2 separate regions of the Mus musculus genome follow, and region 2 is linked to region 1. Evidence: chromatin contacts called from public Hi-C data. All regions are on one chromosome and are shown on one strand. The core of a region is the stretch at or near the end of the contact, and the rest is flanking DNA. Distances in the headings are between cores, read along the strand shown.

Evidence for each region. A called contact is a pair of places that touch in the nucleus more often than the background predicts.
Region 2: a contact with region 1 is called in a Hi-C map of bone marrow-derived macrophages, with 12 read pairs. The contact joins the promoter of Prkn here to the promoter of 4930452A19Rik in region 1. A contact is called at or near these places in 10 of 39 promoter capture datasets (the C10 cell line, HPC-7-derived erythroid cells, cranial neural crest and 6 more), 1 of 15 datasets of contacts at CTCF or cohesin (the NIH/3T3 cell line), 4 of 484 Hi-C or Micro-C datasets (bone marrow-derived macrophages, nephron progenitors, neural progenitor cells and 1 more), 3 of 115 datasets of contacts at active chromatin or transcription factors (embryonic stem cells and stem cell-derived neural progenitor cells) and 2 of 9 other capture datasets (adipose tissue and liver).

Annotation. Positions count from the first base shown.
Region 1 is chr17:9,771,588-9,778,345 of GRCm38.p6, reverse strand. 4930452A19Rik (RIKEN cDNA 4930452A19 gene) reads left to right here and starts at 2,480. Exons shown (of 4, transcript NR_045433.1): 1 at 2,480-2,503; 2 at 3,260-3,467.
Region 2 is chr17:10,837,965-10,845,276 of GRCm38.p6, reverse strand. Prkn (parkin RBR E3 ubiquitin protein ligase) reads right to left here and starts at 4,918. Exons shown (of 12, transcript NM_016694.4): 1 at 4,788-4,918. The coding sequence starts at 4,794. Pacrg (PARK2 co-regulated) reads left to right here and starts at 5,086. Exons shown (of 5, transcript NM_027032.2): 1 at 5,086-5,516. The coding sequence starts at 5,409.

The sequences.
Region 1 (6,758 bases), core at 1,231-3,730:
AGGACTGACAGATCTTTGGGGCTTACAGGCTAGGCTAACTAGCCTAGACTAGTTGATGGCATCTAAACTAATGAGAGGGATGTTATCTAGAAAGAAAAGCTATGCAACACCTGGACACATGAGAAATGGGAGAGAGGGGTTGTCCTCTGAGTTCTATCAGCATACACACACACACACACACACACACACACTAGATAGAGAGGAACAGGAGAGGGAAGGATGGGGACTAAGGGGAGAGGAGGAAGATATGCAACTGAATACACAGGTATAGGTGAAGTAGCAATATACACAACCATGGGGCCCTGAATTCAACCCTAGCAGCCATGTAAAAAACTGGCTGTGTGAAGGATGATTCTAATCTTAGCAATGGAGAGGTAGAAAATGGCCTATCCCTGGGGCTTACTGACCATCCTCTGTAACTGGACTAAGTCCCACTGAGCTATCTTGTCTTGAAGAACAACGTAGGTAGCTCTTGAAAATACTGTAGGTCTGCCTCTGGCTTCCACACGAACATGCATACACACGCACCTAAACATGCATCAACATGTATGAATACACACGTTGAATACACATATGCCAAGAGATGGGGAGGAAGAAAGTAAAATTATTTCAACATCTAGAAGGGAGGGAAAGGATTGAGCCCCATCAGAGGGCATTGCATGAAGATTGCAGCTGATGTACAAGTTCAATAGGAGAGGCATTAGATTACACAGTATTCTAAGATGGACACTTCCCATCTCCACATCTCCCTGCTTCAGACCTGCCTACAAGCTGGTGCCCCCTCAGAACACCAGCTGCCTCCTTTTTTTCTTTCCAATAATTTCCAGTTAGTGGCACCTCCAGACAGACTGTTGACTTCTGGAACATTTTATTCTGTGCATTTAGTATTTGAACCTTTCAAGGACACAGAGTCTCATATGTCTGGGCCACCCTTTGGAGACAGGATGCTTTCTCCACAGCTGATTAGCTATTTGGGAAGGAAGGAAGGAAAGGGTCACTGCCTGTGGCCAAAGATTCAGGAGGTAGATCAGGTGGCAGATGACATCAAGAAGGTGCCTGCAAAGCAGACTGGAACATGTGGTTCAGGGAATGCAGAGTGGACAGTCTGACTTTTCACCTAACAGCTCTGGCTTGGAAGGAATCAATAGTGATTCAAGTTGCTTTACCCAACTCTTGAGGAATGTAGGGGAGGCGTACTAGAAATGACATGTTTCTGATCTTTTGGAAGGTTTAAAGTAAGACTGTGTCCCCTGAGGGAGAAAATCCTGGGATTTCTGATGTCACCGTCTTTGTAGCGTTAGTGGCAATGGATGAGGAGACACAGCAGACACCTTTGGAACTGGTTTCTGCAGCCAGGTTACAGTAGAGCTGGCATTCTGGACATCCGAGCACACATGGTAGTATTCTCTCTTCGCAGAGATGAAAGCCCCTTTAAAGCTCTCCTCTCTCCTTCCCTTCTGAGGATAGGGCGGAGTTCTGATGGAGCTGCCTCTAAATGTTGGGATTGGATGCAGTTTTGCAAGTAGGACCCTAGTTCCTGTGGCAACTTCTTTACTCTTCTGTTGTCCGTTGGCTCATCCATCTCTTGTGCTGCCTCAAGCAGAGGTCTGGACTGTTTTGAAGCTTTGAAAGTGAAAGAGTACACTTTGCTCCTCAAAGGCTTCTGCTGTGTCTCACTTGCGGGTCCCGTCATTTTTTTTTTTTTTTTTTTTTTTTTTTTTTTTTATCCCTCATTTGCTTCAGTCTTTTCTCATCCAGCATGGACACCGAGCAGGGCCAAACTGGCTCTGTTCCCTTCTCATTCTTGCCCTTGCTTTCAAGCCTCTTTTACTTTTTATGCCAAAAAGAAAGAAAAGAGAAAAGAAGACCGTGTAGGAGGCTGGCATTGCCATGGCAACAACACTGATGGGGGCCTTTGGATTTGAGCTGCACTTGCAGGGAAGTACTGGCCTCAAAGAAGCTAAAAGGAAGAGGAAGCGGGGAGGGCAGGAGGGAGGGAAGAAGGGAGGGAGGGAGAAAGAGATGGAGGGAGGGAGGGAGAGAGGTAGGGAGGGAGGGAGGGAGGGAGAGAGAGAGAGAGAGAGAGAGAGAGAGAGAGAGAGAGAGAGAGAGAGAGGAAAAGAAAAGGAGAGAAAGTCAGACAACAACGGAGGAAGTGGGTAGCAAGTAAGGGTGGCCTAGCAAAACCCTAGATGCATTTGCGGTGACATCACTGCCTTTCCCACAGAGACCATTGACACCGGACGAAGCGTCCATTCAAGTCCCCAAAGCCACTCTCCAGGTCTGGTGGGGGAGCCCCCACTCTCACCCTGAATGCTTTTTTTGTTGGGGAACAGTGGAGCGTTTCTGAAAACTTGCATAAATGACTGAGGAATTCCCTGCCCTTGCCAGGAAGTCCAAGCCACTTGTGAGCTAACAATACGGAACTTTATCTCCTGTCCTATGCTGGAAGTTCCAGCTGTAGGCTCCGAATTCTAATAAGGGCTTTACTCATGCCGCTGAGGTTAGGGTAATATTTTATCCATCTCCTCTTTTCACTGAGACGCAGTCATTGCTGCTGTTGAGAGCCAGAGGCAAGTCCTGAGGACTGAGGTGGATTGGGGTACTAGTGGGGAGGGTGGATCATGGAGCAACTAAGAGGAAGGAAGTCAGAAAATGGTTTTTCTATTATTAGCTTGATGGGCCCACTTGCTGCTTGTGGGACTCTACACTGACAGGGTGAAGAGAAAAAGTTCACAGTGACTAAGGACCCCTGAACTAGAAATATTACTTTAGGACAGGGTCCACTTTTGGAAGAGTGCTCAGTTGTCTCCACATTCGCAAAAAGCGCAGAGGCAAAGACAGATGGCATGCCCAGCATTAGAATGCCTGCGCCTGCTCTGTTAGCTTCCGTCTCTGTGTCTGTAGGAAAATGCCTGTTTATTGTTTAGTGCTTTCCTGTTCCAGATTTGCCAATTCAGCTTTGAAAAGAAGGCTGGCTTTGGGCTAAGTAGGTGTTAAATCCCTGCCATGTAAGTTCTTAGAATATCCCCTGAAAGAGCCAGTAGGTTGGGTCAAGTATGTCCCCAGGGAAGCCCGGAAAGATGTTTTCTAGTAGCTGGATAAAGTGGTGACATTTTAAAGAATGCACAACATGGCAGGTGTTTATTGTCACAAACCCTGTTTCAGTTAATTTTCAAGGGACTCCCCAGGGATGTCTATTCCCAGCCCCTTTGAATATGGCTGCGTCCTGGTGCTCACACTTCTGCCTTTGTTAAAGTCTGACCTCAGGTCTTCCAGGAGCTTAGATCCTGCTGCACAGAACATGAAAGATGGACCCGTCAAGGAGAAGAGAGGAATCTTCTGGGGAGTATGGGGGAGCAGAGCATGTGACCCCTGTGCAGCTGCTTCCTCTTAGAGTTTTCACCCATGAATCACACATTCAACTTCCCGGAAGACGCAGGACGGCCCGACCTACAGAGCAGTATGTAAGAAGAGAAGTAACCAGATTCTACCTGCACTCTTGCCAACCCTAGAAGTTGCTAGGTTCAGGGCTAGGGTCTGCTGGGAAGGCTCAGGAAGACAGGATGGCATGGACAAGGCCATCTCCCCAGAAGCCCTTCTTTCCTGCTGTTTGGAACACTGGCCTCAGGGAAGGGATTGAGACTTGAACACCATTGGGGGCTGTGGCCTCTGAGATGCTACTTTCTCATGTTGTGGATAGTATGAATAAGGGGATCTGGTGCCCACCAGGGGCATGCCAGAGAGGAAAGAAAGAAACAGGAGCAATGGAGATGAGAGTAGGGTGTGTACCAATATGTCTCTCCCACCTTGAGAACCACTAAGAAAACCACCCAGAGGACAACAGATGGATAGAAAACTACATTTTAAGCAGGAACCTTGCCCCGTTGAGGAAGGAGAATAGAAAACACAAATTGTGCTCTGCGAGCCCATCTGGAGAAAACAGAATACTGGAATTAGCACATAGAAACTGATAAAGTGAAAAGAAGCTACGAGGGTTGGAGAAATGGCTCAGAGGTTATGAAAATGTGCTACACTTCAGAGAACCCAAGTTCAAGTCCCAGCCCCTACATCAGGCAACTCTTAATCTCCTGGAACTCTGGCTTCAAGGAAATCAAACATCTCTGCCCTCTGTAGGCACCTAAAACCCCTGTGCACACAACCAGAGACACACGCTTACACATTAGTAAATATAGTTCAAAAGAAAACAAAACAACCTGAGAAACAGAAATGAGCTGTGATTAACAATGAGAACTTAATTGAAGAGATTCAAGGAAGCATCTAAAGACGTGAAAAGACATGGAAAGGAAGCAATTGGGACAAAAAGCTAGAAGTTGAAAGAGGAAGCGGTGATTGTGTACACAGTGTGATTCCAGAAAGGGTGGGGTCCAGTGTGGCAAGAGAGGCAAGAGTTTGTGGTTAGCCTGAGCTACACAGCAAGAGACAGAAGCCTAATCTTCCTCAAACAATAGAAGGAAACAAAATATCAAAGTAGAAACAGAAACAGAACAACCAAGAATGGTCAATGACAGGAAGGGTAGGAAGAGGTGACAGAATGACAGAATGGTAGAGACAGTGCTAGATTATGTTAGTAAGGAGAAAGTGTTCTTAAAATGTGAATAGAAAAAAGTGTTAGTTAATTTAAACATAGAAAACATGGATAAGATTTTACAAAACAAAAGAATAAAGAGCGCCTGAGACCAGGGAGAGCCAAGAAAATCCTAGGTGAGCATCCGCACACATTGATTCAGATAGCTTCAATGAGCATCTGTGCACGTCTATGCCGGAAACTTAGATGAGCACGCGAGCACATGGATGCAGGTAGCGTCAATGAGCATCCATGCACCTTGATGTGGGTAACTTTGGAAAGCCTGAGGATCATTTCCCAGTCCAGTGAAGTTTACTAGAATGACCCCTAATAGATATAACATATTTAGACAGGTTCTGCAGGAGAAATAGAAATGTGTGCCAGGTGCCACTCCTTAGAGAATACAGAGTCCGAGGGGATGTTGTGCACATGGAAGTGCTGTTCCAGGAAACAGATGCAAGGGCATGTCCAGATCAGTTTTAGGAGGCCTGAGTCATGTCCACAGACAATGGGGGACCCTCAAGAGATGGTGGATCAAGCCCATTTGTCAGCACTGATGGGAAAATCCAAAGTCACTCACTGTGAAAATTTGATTCATATTAGAAAAGAATATTTATTCATTTATTCATTCATTTATTGATTGATTTTTGAGATAGGTTCTCTATGTGTAGACCATACTGGCCTTCAACTTGACCCAGTCCCCCTATCCTCTGCCTCTTGAGTGCTGGGATTATAGGTGTATTCATTCCACCATGGCTGATCAGGAATATTGATATATCATAGTTAGATCTAAGGAAAAGAATCATATAACTATCCCTAAAACTATGGAAAATAGTCACAAAGTCTCTTCCGTTCTTTATAAAATATCTTGCAAAAATAGGGCTGGGAATCTAAATCTCTAATATATTAGAATATATATTATTTATATAAATACCTTGTATATCTTTGTATGAAGGGAAGCAGAGTTGTGAACACGGACAGTCCAAACACACAGCAGGTCAAGGACAGTGATTTTCATGCCAGACTGAGAGGCATCACATGATCCCAACAAACAGGAATGGGGAGGAAGACAGAAGGATAAGAAACCTCTTGGGCTTAGCTAATGCACGTCCTAATTTTAATTCCAGAATCAGTCCTAATTGGGATGCACTAAAGCCATTCCTTTGAAATGATCCCCACTGACTTACTACATTTAACATTGTTCTAGAAGTATTGGCCAATGCTACTGGATCAGAGTAAAGAATTAATGGCAACATGGCTAGAGAACAATATAATTATCTCAGCTGACAAAATAAAATACCAAGAACTCCCTGCAAAGAACTAATCGTAAAACTCATCTAATTGAAAAAGAGTAATCAATTGCTAGAATATAGAATTAACATATAAAAATCAATAGCCTTTATATTCACAAATGGCCTATCAGCACGCATAAAAAATGAGAACAGCCCCAATAGCTGTGGCATTATAAGGTAAAATATATAAGAGTAAACTAAAAAATAATGGCTTAAAATCAATTACAACCCATTGCTACACCCAGAAAGACTTAGCGGGATACAAGTGTTGTACTGTCATCTTCATGACAGCTTCCTCCAGGATCATCTCTGAGTTTAGTGCAACATGTGTGCACACAGATATACACAAACACACAAACACACATATACACAGATATATACACACACACAAATGCACACATATACACACGTACACGCAGACATATATACACACACACACAAATACAAATACAAACACACATATACACAGATATACACACACACACAAATGTACACATATACACACGTACATGCAGACATACACACACACCACATACACATACACACAAATGTGCATAAGATACACTCATTTTTCACAAAGCCAGGTAGCTGGATGCTGAAGTTTACTGGGAAAGGAAGATAAAAGATCCAATAAAATATAAATCTTCTGTAAGAACCCCAAGTGCATTTAAGGACCGGAGGAATAAAAAAATTAAAGGTTTAGGAAGAACTCCAAGTACACATTGAAAGTTTAGACTGGATTGGTGAGATGGTTTAGAGGGTAAAGGTGTCTCCTGCCATGTGATTCTGCCACATGGTGTAAGCCCAAGGGCCACCTTTGATGCTTATACTCAAAACCCACATACAGCTTTGATCAATGCAAGCCTCATGTCCTGAGC
Region 2 (7,312 bases), core at 3,669-6,168, 1.1 Mb before region 1:
GATGGGGAAAAAAATGTCTGACAGAAAGTCTTCAATGGTGTAAGATATGACAGATACCTTCTACAATACATCCAAAAAAAAAAAAAAAAAAGACAAATGAAGAAAGTTTGACAAGAAAGAAGATATCTCAATAAAAGAAGAAATCCCTTTGCCTACATATCAGGCCATTTATCAATTTATAAATGAACACGAGTGGGCACTGGATGACATTAGACCTTCATTCTCTCTGTAGCATATATAAAGATTAAATGTAAACTAAGTACAATGCAGAACACCATTCATATGTGATAGGATGAATACATAAAGACTACATGCTGCTTCTCTAAGGGAGAGGGTAAACTCTGTACCACAAACACATCTTATCAGCACAAGGAAATCACAACTCATGGGGATAAACGGTCTCCTATTTCTGTGTCCTACAGAATAATACACACACACACACAGGGAGGGAGGGAGGGAGGGAGAGGGAGAGGGAGAGGGAGAGGGAGAGAGAGAGAGAGAGAGAGAGAGCATTCCTGTCCAGCCTAACATGCTACCTTATAAGAACTGATATTGAAATGATCACTGTTAACTAAAACATCCATTCAAGAAAGAAAGATGCCATTGAGTGTGGGGAGATGAAGAGATTGGATTAGCCGTGTAGAATCCTAGATGACCAGGAAAAGCAGTACTATGGGAAACAGCATTGCTAACTGCATTCCTTCTAACCAAAATTCTCCTTTAGAAGACGAAGTAAATAAGCCAGGGGCTGTGGGTGGGGAGGCTGAAATATAAATCAGCTAGCTGTCAGATATCTCAGTCTTTAATATAATAAATGTTGGGAAGGAAACCACTCGGACTACTACAAAGAAAAATTTTAAATGAGCTCATTAAATGTAAATTAAAACAGAAACATTGAATAAGCACTGGGCTACAATTAAAGGCTGAAGAAACAGCAGGTAAGAAACAATTTTCATTGATCAAAGAACTGAAAGCTAACAGAATAAAGTATTTTGCATTGAACCTGGTTCATGAATATTAAACATCTTGAAATAAAGAGAACTTTTCCTTCCTTCCTTCCTTCCTTCCTTTCTCTTTCTCTTTCTCTTTCTCTTTCTCTTTCTCTTTCTCTTTCTCTTTCTCTTTCTCTTTCTCTTTCTCTTTCTCTTTCTCTTTCTCTTTTTCTTTCTTTCTTTCTTTCTTTCTTTCTTTCTTCCTTCCTTCCTTCCTTCCTTCCTTCCTTCCTTCCTTCCTTCCTTCCTTCCTCGAGAGGGGAGGGTTCAAAGAAGGTTTAGAGGTAGGGATGGATTTGCATATCTTACCAAGTACTTTCAATGTATCATTTTCAAGCCATGGAGCTTTGGATTTTAAAAAATGCAGACTTCAGAAAAACCTTTAGAAATAGGACTAACATTTGTAAAGGCATAAAGTTTTTTCAGAGGCTTTGGACCCAAAAGAGACCTGAATAAAATTATATAAATTCTTCTATACAAATGTTTTGGAGAACCCATTTTGTGACACAAGGGCACCTCAGAGCAGACAGTATCAAGACGTAGAGTTGCTTTCACCTAAAGTCATTGAAGCACAAGTAGCAGTACAGAGTACATTCAACTACACCTACACAGTCCAAGACTTAAAATTCCCTGCACACCAGTTTAAAACAAAGCTCGACTTTGGGCCAAGAGTCAGTATTGATGAAATAGTTACAATGACCAAGCATTTTTTTCTGCTTATTCCATCCTTGTATCCTTGGCACCTCTTGATAGCACCAGACACATAATGTATGCTCAGCCCTGGGATTTGCTTTTGTAAAACTCAATCAGTATAAAATGAATGACTCATCCTAAAACTCCTTTCAAATTAAAATACTCTACCCTTTATCAATAGAGAAGACAATTTAGAAAGAAGACACTTTCTGGCAAGTGATAATAAATGTATGCTAACACTGAGAGAGAGGCCAGGACTCCAAGTCACCAGCACGCCTATGCTATGACTACTGAAAATGTATTTAAAAGGCAGGGTACTTTCCTAACCAATAAATCTGATAAAATTGAAGAATAGGCAGGAATTAATGTGATTTTTTAAATATGCAAACAGTTAAATTCTCGAAGTGATTTTAAACAAGATATAGGAAATAATATTTTAATCAATTAAAAAAAAACAATACTTTTGAATGGAGCCCAAGGTCTTCTGCACCTTAGAATACTTCACTGAGCTACAGTTCTATTTTAAATATCTTCTGTAACATGGGGTTTTAATTTAAGAACTTTCTTTTTCAATTGTATGGGTACTCGTGTGCTTTAATAGCTGATATTATCAAATGCCTAAATGTATAGTACATTTAGAACAATTCTCAATTGTCACTACTAAAAATCAATTTTAAACACAAAGAAGTGCTCATTTTTTTTAAATTTAAAAAAAGTTTTAAAATAGGTGCTCAAAATTATGTTTTTCTCAGTTAAATTTTCTTATTATGAATCCCTTCTCCATGCCTCACAAAGGCAGACTTTTCATTAACTTCAATAAAATTATGGTTTAACTCTCTCTAGGTCAAGGCATTTAGCATGTCAATCATAATCCAAATGGGAGATGTAAGTACTTTTGAAGCCATCTCCATGACAAGAAGGAAACCCTCTACTTTGAAACAACAAAAGGAAAATTATTTTATGGGCAATAAAGTATTAGTCTCCTTTCCTCTTATTTGGCCAGGAAGCCAATCCAGAGGATTCTTCTCAGAGCAAGGACTTCACTGACAGAGTGCAGTATTTCCTTCACTAGGAGAGTACTGCAGGGGGAGAGAGCTCAAGTACAGAAGGCCTCAGCTCTCAGTAGTGCTATGCAGAGGAAGACACTGCTCAGTCCCTGGAGCTATTTGTGTGTCCTTTGCTCTGTAGCAGATCTCTGTGCAGTTCCTGTCGGCCCTTGTTTCCTGTTCAAGGATTAGTCATAAAAATGCAGAACTATTCCTCCCAAAGCTTCCTCCGGATTGGGTTCCCTCTCACCTGCTTTAGGTGCTGTCACCACACCCAAGCCTCCAACCTGGCAATTCAGAACTTCATGAAAATGCGGCCACCAATAATATTAGGCAATACAACTAGTTAAACAAAACAATGTAACATTGTTTGTGTAGGGTTTTTGTTTTTGAATGGAAGTTCCTTTTCATGGGGCAGGGGACAAGGATACAATCATTTGTGTTAAAACGCACACTTATTCACCCTGTAAAAAGAGTAGCCAAAGAAAGAAGAGTTTTAAATCTGTCTTCTATTTCCCTGGTTTTTATTACTAATTAATTTAATTGTAACATTCAAATGGCACAGTTCTTATTAAGAGGGCTCCAGGTAAATCTAAATAAAGCTGGCTAAATTGTGTTCCATCCTAAAGTTATTAATATAATAATTTATGAGACTTTAAAAATAGTTTTAAGTTTTAGGTCTTAATTTCCTATATTTATATAGCCTTAGGGGACATTTGCTTATCAAAATCATCCATGAACTAGTTTAAGTTGAAAGAAACTAAACGTGTGTAATTGTTTTCAAAATATGAGGTATTTCTCTCTTGTAAAATCTGTATTTTTTTTCCTAATCTGTCCCACTTGGTTCGCACTAATCAGTTCAGATTTGGGTTTACAAACGACTCTTAAGTAAATGTCACTTAAAAGCTTAGTGCCATTCATAAAAATGTATACTTTTTTTCTTAATTTAACAAGTTTCCAATTCATTCATCCAAAATACACACTGCCCTATGGAGGGAAGAAGCAGCTAGACACCATGAGCGTGCACCTCTGCTTCCAGGAGCATCTTAGCTGCCTAGCATGACTCTCAAGAGGAAGAGAGGAGGGCTGCACACTTGTAACATTACTTTTATGAGTTAAAACAGACTCGGCTACTTTCACCGTGTAACGCATTTACTTCATAAATGCACCTCTCATCCATCTTCTAGACACATCTCAAATAGACCGACTTCAGATGTGCTTAGTGCGATACCTGTCAGGCATATATCACAAACAAGTTCACTACATCTTCAGAACATCACTTGGATGGGGGCGGCGAGTCTACAGTAACGAAACCTCCAAACGGGAATGTGCGCTAAATTATGCATTTATTTCTACTTATCCCGGAGGAGAACCCAAAACGTGGCTTCACATATAACATCTCTGTCAGGGAGGTCCTTTCCAATCTGCCTACTTCACACTGCTTAGAACAACCCTAGTGGCCACTTCCAAAGCTGCACTGGTCAAACTGCACCCAGTCACAAACTGTAGTGGGGGAAAAAGCCATCTTTGCAGTTATCTACTCGGCTAGTCTTTCGTCTCAGATCTCCGAGGACACATTTAAAAAGACAGAACTGAGGTGCGATCTCCACGAGGCAGATGCTTTCCTGAGATTTTCTTTAAGTCCTAGGGTGTGTGAACTCGCCCTGAAGTGAAGGACAGCTTGACCGAAACAGACCTGGGCTGGTCACCCCGTGGAGCGGCAGGGCGAGCCCCGCCGTCGGGGGTCGCAGTGGAGCACGCGGGTGTCCGTGGGGATACAGTCTTCAGCGAGCTAACCTTGGCTAAGGCAGGTTGGAAACTCATACCTAATGCTCTAGCACACACCGGACCAGGCTATGGGCGGGGGGGGGGGGGGGGGCGGGCCGAGGAAGCCCACAGAGCGGACGGAGCGCGGCACGCACGCCTCCGCCGTGACACTGACAGGTGGCTCGGGTCGGCCCCCGAGGATCCCACTCGGACCCGTGGGGTGTGACGTGGTGCCACACACGGACGCGGGGCGGCGCGGAGAGATTGTACCTGGCAGGCACCCACGTACCTATCATGGTCACCGGGCGGGTGGTGGCTGCGGGTCGAGAAGGACCTACGCGGGCACTGGCGCCCGCCCGAGCCTCCCACCAGCGTTTCTGTCAGGTTTAGTCATCCAGGCCTCCTCCCCCTTCCCCTCGCGAGCCAGGCGGGCGCAGTGCGCACGCGCAACCACCCGCCCCTAGCGCGAAGCCTGCTGGGAGGCGTAGTTTTAACCCGTAAGATTCGCCTCCGGCAGCTGCAACTGTCTTCGCTGGTAACCTTTTCCGGAAACGCTCGTCACGGAGGGGCGGGACTAGCGTCTCCTAATGTTGACTAATCGCTTAGCAACCGGGAGGCTTACACCTTTGGAAGCTCTTAGAGACTCTAGCCTCGGATCCCAGCCCTCTTCCCGCCCCTCTCCTCCCCTAAACTCCCTCCACCTTGGTGCTGCCAAACATCTGGATCTCCCTGGGCAGCACGAGGGGTTGAATTTCTACCACTAGAGCCTTTTAGAGTGTTTTCCCGACCCCCTGCTCACTTCTGTAAAAGCCACTGGTTTTTCTTCCACACCTCTGATAAGAACAAGACGTTTTCTAGGAAGAATGTGGTAGAAAAAGAGACCCTGACCTTAAACAAATGCCCAGACAAGATGCCGAAGAGGACTAAACTGCTGCCACAACAGACGTTCCAGGTGCACCAGCCTCGTTCCCTGGTTTCTGAGGGCTTCACAGTCAAAGCCATGATGAAAAACTCAGTCGTAAGTGATCTTCCTCGATTGAACGCACTTGCTCCGAATCAGGGGACATGTGGTTGTAGAGGATGACAAGCCCTGGGTCCTGGTACTGTTTACCAGAACTGGCAATGACTCGGTCAGTAGCAGACTCTGCCCGACAGTGTGCAGAGATGTAGGCTAGGTGGTTAAAGAACCTTTGGGGCAGGCGATGTACTGAGTTAGCGTATAAGCACCTTCTTGAGCAAGTGTGCTTTCTCCACTACCCCAAATTACACTTAAGCTGTTTCACTGGTAAGGGGGAAAAAAATCCTTATCTTTATTGTAAACTTAGTCCACTCAGTACAAGACCTTCTGGAGTGAATGCTCTTAGAAGTCATAGGCTTTCAAAATTTAACACGAACCAGTATGAGACACATAAACTCATCAGTAATATATACTAATTTATCTCATCTGGGACATTTTAGAATGCCTTAGCATTTACTCAGCAACATTCTGACAAAAAAAAAGGTATTAACCTGTTAAAGTATTCAAAAATTACTTATGTGAAGACTGGTTCCTGATAGGCCTTTTAAATACATTTTAAACAATATAAGCTCTATTTCAAGTGTCTCTAATAATACAAGCCCTATTTCATTTTTATGAGTTGTGATAATACAAATAAAATATTCTTAACACGAATAGGGGAAAATATTCAAAGGCACACAAACGGTTTAGCTATATGCCTAATACTGCTTTTCAATCTTCTTGTTTATTAAATACCATATGATTTGGTATGCTAAACCATGTTTGTCTACTGAGTGGGCACCTGTTTAGGAGTGTGAGAGATTTAATACTAAATGTAGTTTTCAATTTTGTACAATTTACACCCTGAGAGGATCTTATTATACAGCAATTCAATATATTAGCTTAATAGTGTTCTTCGTTGTCCCACTATATTTCTACTTATATATTGCAAATCTTATACATACCACTTAGAGGACACAAATGAAGTAGATTACCTGTAGACTTCCAGCTTGGATTCCTATGTTGCTATTGTATATTGGTTGATCTATAGTAGTTATAGAGTGTAAAAGCAAACTGCAGAGTTACAGGAAACAGAAAAGGTGCATCTCTATTCAGTCCTTAACAGTTCACCACCTGTGAGTTCTCGGATGTACTTTTTGTCACATTATAAAGTATCTCTCTCCCTCTGAAAGTCTACTTCTCTTCAGAGCGTATATACCAACATTCATCTTTTAAATTGCAACCAAGTGTCCCAAAAGCCAACTCCAAACTACTTCTCAGGAGTTTCAGCCACCTTCCCTTCCCTCTGTAAGACTCCATTTCAGTGGGCAATGTCTTTTCAATGTCCTTCCAAGAAAAACACATGGAATCTATCCTAGGAAGTATGGAAATTGTTTATGAAATGATGATAAATGTAAACATTTATTATTTGTGAACTAATTTCTTAAAAATCCAGGGACAAGTAGTCCTAAGCAATGAGTGGTTGTTACATCAGCATGAACTTTTGGTTTGGTCTCAGTAAAAGTGAGCAACCACAAAAGTCGTCAATCAGAGAATATTTAAACTCATATTGATACAGTGTTTTCCATTAAAAGTTGAAAGGAGTTGTATAATTTGAGATTTGCAGATTGTTTACCTTCTTAGAGTATGATGAAAAAGTCCATGACCAAAAACCAGTTAATGAGTATTCATTCCCTCTGTCAGCAAAAAACCTTTATGGCTTATACAAACCTCATCAAAAAGCAAGATAGGTCAGGCATTGTGAAGCATGCCACAACTTCATGCTCAGAAGGTAGAGCCTCCTTGAAGATATCCTG